Regions from separate parts of the Mus musculus genome. Here region 2 is linked to region 1. The links are chromatin contacts, called in public promoter capture Hi-C maps. All regions are on one chromosome and are shown on one strand. Each heading gives the region's core, a stretch centred on a gene start, on an enhancer-like site or on the middle of the called end of the contact. The rest is flanking DNA. Distances are from core to core; before and after follow the strand shown.

The links. Promoter capture Hi-C pulls out the DNA fragments that hold promoters and counts their contacts.
Region 2: a contact with region 1 is called in a promoter capture Hi-C map of stem cell-derived epiblast-like cells, with 2.2 times the contacts expected there. The contact joins the promoter of Podn here to the promoter of Lrp8os2 in region 1. A contact is called at or near these places in 1 of 39 promoter capture datasets (stem cell-derived epiblast-like cells) and 2 of 9 other capture datasets (adipose tissue and liver).

What each region holds. Positions count from the first base shown.
Region 1 is chr4:107,821,454-107,824,704 of GRCm38.p6, reverse strand. It overlaps Lrp8os2 (low density lipoprotein receptor-related protein 8, apolipoprotein e receptor, opposite strand 2), which reads left to right and starts at 1,683. Exons shown (of 2, transcript NR_151515.1): 1 at 1,683-1,771. The region is part of intron 2 of Lrp8 (low density lipoprotein receptor-related protein 8, apolipoprotein e receptor); the gene reads right to left.
Region 2 is chr4:108,030,383-108,033,598 of GRCm38.p6, reverse strand. It overlaps Podn (podocan), which reads left to right and starts at 1,645. Exons shown (of 13, transcript NM_172874.4): 1 at 1,645-1,729.

The DNA.
Region 1 (3,251 bases), core at 434-2,933:
ATTTTGGGGCGAAGCGACTTTGAGGCACCATCAATGCCTTCCTTCTGGGACTCCAGGGAGGGCTGGGCAGCCTTCCTTCTGGAATGGCTGAGGGCTCAGATGGACAGGAGACATGTGTGGCTCAGGTCCCATGAAGTGCTAGACAGAGACCAGGCCACGCAGGGCACGACAGGCAGGCAGGACAAACCTGGAACTTGGGCCTTGGAGGCAACCTGGCTCAGTCCTCAACTTTATGAACGGAGAGACGATGCCAGAGAAGCTGGGGCCAACCTGAGGTGACATTTCTAAGGTAAGCTTAGCAAAGCAATTCCTCCCTCACAGGACCCAACACGACAGAACTAAGAGCAGCTGAAGAGATCAGGCAAGAGCACTGGGAGGTGGCTCGGCTGATAAAGCGCCTGCTGCGTAAGCAGAACGGCCTGATTCTGCTCCCCTAGAACACATATTAAAAAAACAAGCCACGTATAACCCTAGGAGGGTAAGGGAAGACAATAGAACCCAAGAGCTTACTGGCCAGCCAGCCTAGCCAAATGTATTTAACATTCAATGATAGACCCTGTGTAAGCACAGTATGCATGTATGTATGTATGTATGTATGTATGTATGTATCTATAATCCATCCATTTATCCATCCATCCATCTATCTTTCTATCTATCTCAGAATCAAAAAGGAGCCACAGAACCACAGATTCAACTCTCCATGTTCCAAAATAAACATTTTAGAGTCTCAAAACCCCAAGCTAGACTGCTCAGGCCCTCTGGGTCAGAACGTGGGACACTCGGCCATCAAAGACTCTCACAAGCAAGCTGCAGAAGCCCAGAAACTCTCGTCATGGGATCTAACCCAGGTGCCAGGAGCAGTAGGCATGGCCACCCCTCCCCCACCGCAGGCCCAGGAATCCCGTTCCCACCGCTGACATATGGCCAGTCTGCGCAGGCAAGAGGCTGAAAGCTGTCCCTTCTGAACAGGGAGGGAAGTAAGTTCTCAACGGGAGACCCCCGCTTTGTACAAATGGATTCTTCACCCTCCTTGTTCTTTGGCTCTGGTCAGAAAGATTCCCAGGGCAGTGGCAAGAAGCCAAGCGCTGCCACGAAATGACTTTAACCAGCAGACAGGCTGGTAATAGGTTTCGGTGGGAAAAAGGCAGGAGCGGGGTGATTCATTCCAACTTGCTATGTGATAAAGAAAATTAAGGCATAATACTGCGGAGGCAGTGCCCCTGTTAACCTGTGCGGAATACCAATTACTCCAAGCTTCTCAAAATCGCTAGAAATAAAAAGAAAACCCCAGAAGAGTGTGATTGTGGCCCAAGGCTCATCTGGATTAGGGCTGTTTGTTTGCCCTGGCACCCTAATGATGAGAGGGAGGGAAAATTCCCCGTTACCTTGGAGACAGCGATGCCAAAGCGGGGGTGGGAGAGGAGAGGCAAGCCCACGTGCAGCCACTGATCTGCTTGGCAAGTGCTTAGGGTAGAGGGATCCCCAGGTTCACTCAGGGAGGGCTGGGTGCAGAGGCTGCTAGGCCTCCCCTTGTCCTTCCCTCTACGGCACCTTCAGTGCTAGGTGTAGCATACGGGAGGGGCTGCAGAGAGAACATCTGGTGTATTGCATGGATGCATCACCTGTCAATTTAAAAACCTATGGCCTATAGGAAAGGGTAGAAGAGAAGGTGGGACATCCGGGAGGCAGAAAGAATTCTGGGATAGAGCCAGGCACGGGAAGATTCACAGGGGAAGATGTGACGAGGGGGACACTTGGTGCCTGAGCCCAGGTAAGCAGCCATGTGGCAGAATGGATTATTACAGTTATGATCTAGTCAGAGAAGAGCCTAGCTATATGGCCAATTTATACTTTGAGTCTGGATCTTATTTCTGAGAGCACGGGGCTGGGAGGAAGAACCAGACCTAACTCACACAAGGACCAGTTTCACTCATCCTACTCGTAGGAGAGTCTCAGGTCTGTACTGCTGGAAGCCAAGAGAATCAGGAGCAGAAGGGGGGTGCTTACTGTGTGCCAGGCACCTGCCAGGTACTGGTGAACTCTGAAGTTAGGGAAGACTTCTGGGGGAGGGGGAGGGGGGAGGGGAAGCGGCGGGGGCAGCCTCCCTGCTCACAGGCCTCTGGACCACATCTCACAACTCTCGCTCCTTATACAAGCTAAAGATACCAACTGCCTTGAGCCAGCCTGCTCCCCAGTAAACCACCCCTCTATGGCTTGCATGGAGGTGAAGCCACCTATCATGCAATCATTGCTTGCACTACAGAACAAATTCACTCCCCTCCAAGTAGCCAGTTCCTCTGGGCATGGACGTTTGGGAGAGTCTCGTCTACTGCCTGCTGTGGTCTTCCTCCTGCCAGGAGCAGGTTAGAGGTCCCAGAGCTTAAATCCTGCCTCTGCCCCTATGTGACCTCATGCAGGCTACTTGCCTGGTATATATAATGTACTCTTAGATGAGGAATGTGAGACTTGGCCCTGACCATGGAGTGATGGCCACCACACTGCTCCTTAAGGTATACAAAGCCTATTACATATAGATCCTCGCTTGACTTGGTGCTGAGAAATGAACCTAAGGCCTCACGCATGCTCTAAAACTGAACGACACTATCTATCTATCATCTATCCATTTATTTTGGAGACAGGGTAGTAGATCACTCTGTCGCTCAGGCTGGCCTTAAGCTCACTGTGTAGCCAAGGACGGTCATGAACTTCTGACCCTCCTCCTACTTTTGCTATCATGCCTGATATCATGCAGTGCTAGGGATTGAACCCTGGGCCTCGCGCATGCTAGGTTAGCACTCTTCTAACGAGCAACCTGTCCAGTCATTACTTAGTTCTTACAGCTCTCCTGAAGTTCAGAGAGGGACAAGATGGCCTACATCACACAACGAATGAGTAGACCTACTAGGTCCAGTGCTCTCCAGCAGCTCAGGGTACTTCCTCTAAGGAAGGGGCTACAGTGGGAATTCAGAGCTTGATCCTGGTCAGTCCTGTGAAATAAAGAGGAGTACTCTTTCAAGAGCCTCTCTGAGCCACCGTGAAACTCTAACAGCATAAAAGATGCCTAAGGCATAAATTACCGGACAGGGCAATAGCCTGGGGGAACAGATAAAACCACTACAGGGAGTCCAGAGACTGGGCTCCAGTCCTGTCCCTCCATCCTGGCTCTGTGCTTGGATCGGCCTGGGTTTCCCCATCTGTCAAACACAGCACAAGGATTCCTGCCTCCTTCCCAATGCCAGTGCATACCTGCC
Region 2 (3,216 bases), core at 396-2,895, 210 kb before region 1:
GTAGCTGGTGCCTTCAGCACCACACAGACACAGTACGTGTGTGGGCACTGGCTTGGCAGAGCTAGTTTTGATGGTAGCAGAAGTGAGTGTGTAGTGTTCTAAGTGCCTAGCCCTAAAACACCCTGACCCTTCCAGGTGTATTCTACCGTACCTCCCCCACAGGGCTGGCCAGGATGTTTAAGGACAGTGCCTGGCACTTCGTTGGCACTCAGCATGTGCTGATTTTTCTTGTTCTAGAAGATTTTTGGTTCATGGGTAAACCAGCCAATAGAATCCAGTTCTTTTAGCTCCACTTGAATCTAGGCTCTGTCCAGAAAACACAAGATGCATCTCTGTTGGGCCCTGTCCAATCTTGTGAATCATACCAACTTTCAAGTTTGAGCTCAGAGAAGATTGGAATTTGAGGCCAAAGAAGGCAAAATATTTCCCTTTCCCATTCGTGTTAAGTTCTTCAGTGATGGGTAATGGAAACAGATGGCTGTGGGTTCAAACACAGGCTCTATCCCTACCTACCTGCCTGTTTGCATCACAGACGACTTTTGCAATGGGTAGATGGGCCAGAACCCCAGCTCCGAATGATGATGTTAGTTACGCAGCCAAGCACAGGCCACATCCTTACTTATTAGATGGGGAAATAATCTTCCTTTGCAGGGCTGTAAGGACTAGAGACTAATGCATGGAGATATAAACTGACTGCCTGGCAGCACAGGAGGGAAAGGTCTGCAGCCACTTTAACCAGAGCCCTTTAGGGTCTCGGCAGTTTAGGTGGCCAAGTGGTTCCACATTTGATTTATTATCTTTATCCCTCTCCGAGAGCCAAGTAGGTCCTGCCCAAAGGCCACAGCACGTAGAAGACAGGTTTGTTTCACAGCAGAGGTGCCAAGTAGCACCCAAACCCAGTCTCACCCGCCTTTCCACCACGAAGCCCTTGGCGCCAAACAGTGTTGCTTCAGCTGCTAGTACTTAATGTGCCTGTGCTTGGAACCATTTTCAGCTCCTGGGAGCAATATGGAGTGCTCCCTGCTCAGTCCCTTGCTTTCTCCGCGACTAGAACCTGTGTGCTTGAAGACTCCGGTCCAGTTTAACTCTCCTTCAAGGTTCACCAAGTTGTGGGCCCAGGGCCAGTGGAGTGAGGGTGGATGGTGGGGAGGAGAAGGAGGAATTTTGACAGGAAGGGGTCCAGAAGGGTCTTGGCTGACGCAGCATTAGCCATGCTCCGGACCCTAGGGTGGGAGAGGGAACAGGGAAGGTACTTGTGCCCGGGAAGGTTGCAAACTCCTTGAGGAAGAAGCTGAGCGCGGAGGAACTGGAAGGAAGGAGCCCTCTCGGTTCTCCTCAGGTGCGGGGGGCCTGCCTGGGTGCGGTCCCAGCCCGCAGGCTGGCAGGCGGAGGTGGTGCGCTGGAGGCACCCGGTGTTGGGGGCGTGGTGCTGCGGCCGGCCGGGGCGGCGGCGCGAGCTCCCGGGAAGTGGGCCCCCCGCCAAGCCCGGCGCCGTGGGCTCGGCCCTCCCTCTCGGCGCCCAGCGGGACCCTGCGCCTGTGTCGGGAGAGGCCGGCGTCCGGCAGATGCACGCGGGGCGGGGGCCGGGGGAGAGGCGGGGAGAGAGAACCCACAACAAAACTTGGCTCGCTGCGCCCACGGCTCGACTTGAATGACAGGAGCCGGCGCCCGCGGAGCGCAGCGGACACCCGCGAGCCTGTTCCGCCCACGGCGCGGCGCGCAGCGGCAGGTAGGACGCGGGCAGCCGGTGAGCCGAGGGACCACGGGCCACCGGCTGCGCCCGGGCAGCTCTCTCTGACATCCCGCCGTGCTCCCACTGCCACAGCCGCGATAGGGGAGGATCGCCGTATCCCACCCTGTCGGGCGGACCCCGCGCAAGGGGCACGGTTAGGCACACCTCCATATGGGGTGGCGGCCCCCCTGCGGGATCCGGAGCAAGGGGCAGGGGACCCTTTTTTTACTCGATATTCAGTCCCTGCCTTCGGGCTCCTCCCGCTGCGCACATCTGGAAAGAATCTGCGAGCGGATGGGGAGGGGAGGTGGAGGCACACGGGCGGGTGACAGGGACTGTGGGGGCAGGTGGAACTGGGAAGGGGCCTGAACCTCTGCACCGAGAACTGGGACCCAGGGCATCCTGCGTCTTTTCACGTCAGTTTGTCGGGGGCTTCACCGAGTCCAACACCGACCTCTTTACATACAGAAACAAGCACAGAAAGGCAGATATCAGTCCCCAGGGAGCCAGGGCAGGTGAGGCGCACAGTCAAGCAGCGGAACTTGGTTTCGGCAGTTTAGGTGCAGTCTAACTAACACAGGGCACTGCACTCCGACCATTCCGTCTAGGCAGCTGCTTCCAGCGGAACACAGAAAGGGACAGGGCAAGGAGCACGGTCGTCCCCAGGTTGTGTGGGTCTCAGAACCACTATCAGCCTGGTGCAGGGTGGGGGTTGGGGTGGACCGGGATGGGTGAGTTGGAATAGCTGACCTGCAGTCAGGTGGAAGAAGGGGGTGGGGTCGGCTTGGGATTCCAGTGCTGGGGCCCCGGGTTGGGAGGCAGCTGCTGCTGAAGAAGGCGTGCAGGGAGGGCTGTCGCCCAGGCTAGGATGCAGGTGTGCAAGAGGTGGCAGGAGGATGAGCATTAGCAGCCTGCATGTCTGCTGGGGGAGGTGCAACCGCGCTCTGCCTGGCACGAAGAGGCACCTGGTCTGCTGGGCAGACCCCTGGGTAGGCCTTTCCTTCTCCACCTCTCCCTTTTGCCCTGGAAAAGCCCAAATGACCAGATCCCGGGCTCACAGGGCGAACACCACTGGGAAGGGCCCGGGCTGCTCTGGAAAAAGTCATCAATGACTGGTCTGGGGCTTCTGCCCCCTTCCGTACACTCTCGGAGCCCTTGGCCCAGTCTTCGGTGTGTAAGGTAAGAAGTGTCAGATGTCAGAGTCAATGACCTGTGCACCATGAGAGCTACTCTTTGTCCCTTCCGTCTGAATCCTGGGTAGGAGGTGGCACCTGTAGGCTTGTTGGAGCCATACAAAGAGTGTTGATCATGACTTATTGGAACCCTGACGACCCTCTATCACTAACGTCCTGCCATGGTGGTTGATGCCCTCGGCAAGCTGTGCTTTCACAGCCAATTTCTATTCCCCGTTTACATGCTTCAACACACCTGCCTCTTTCCTGCCACTACTCCACACCTTGTCCATGGTTTCCACCCGCTTTGTT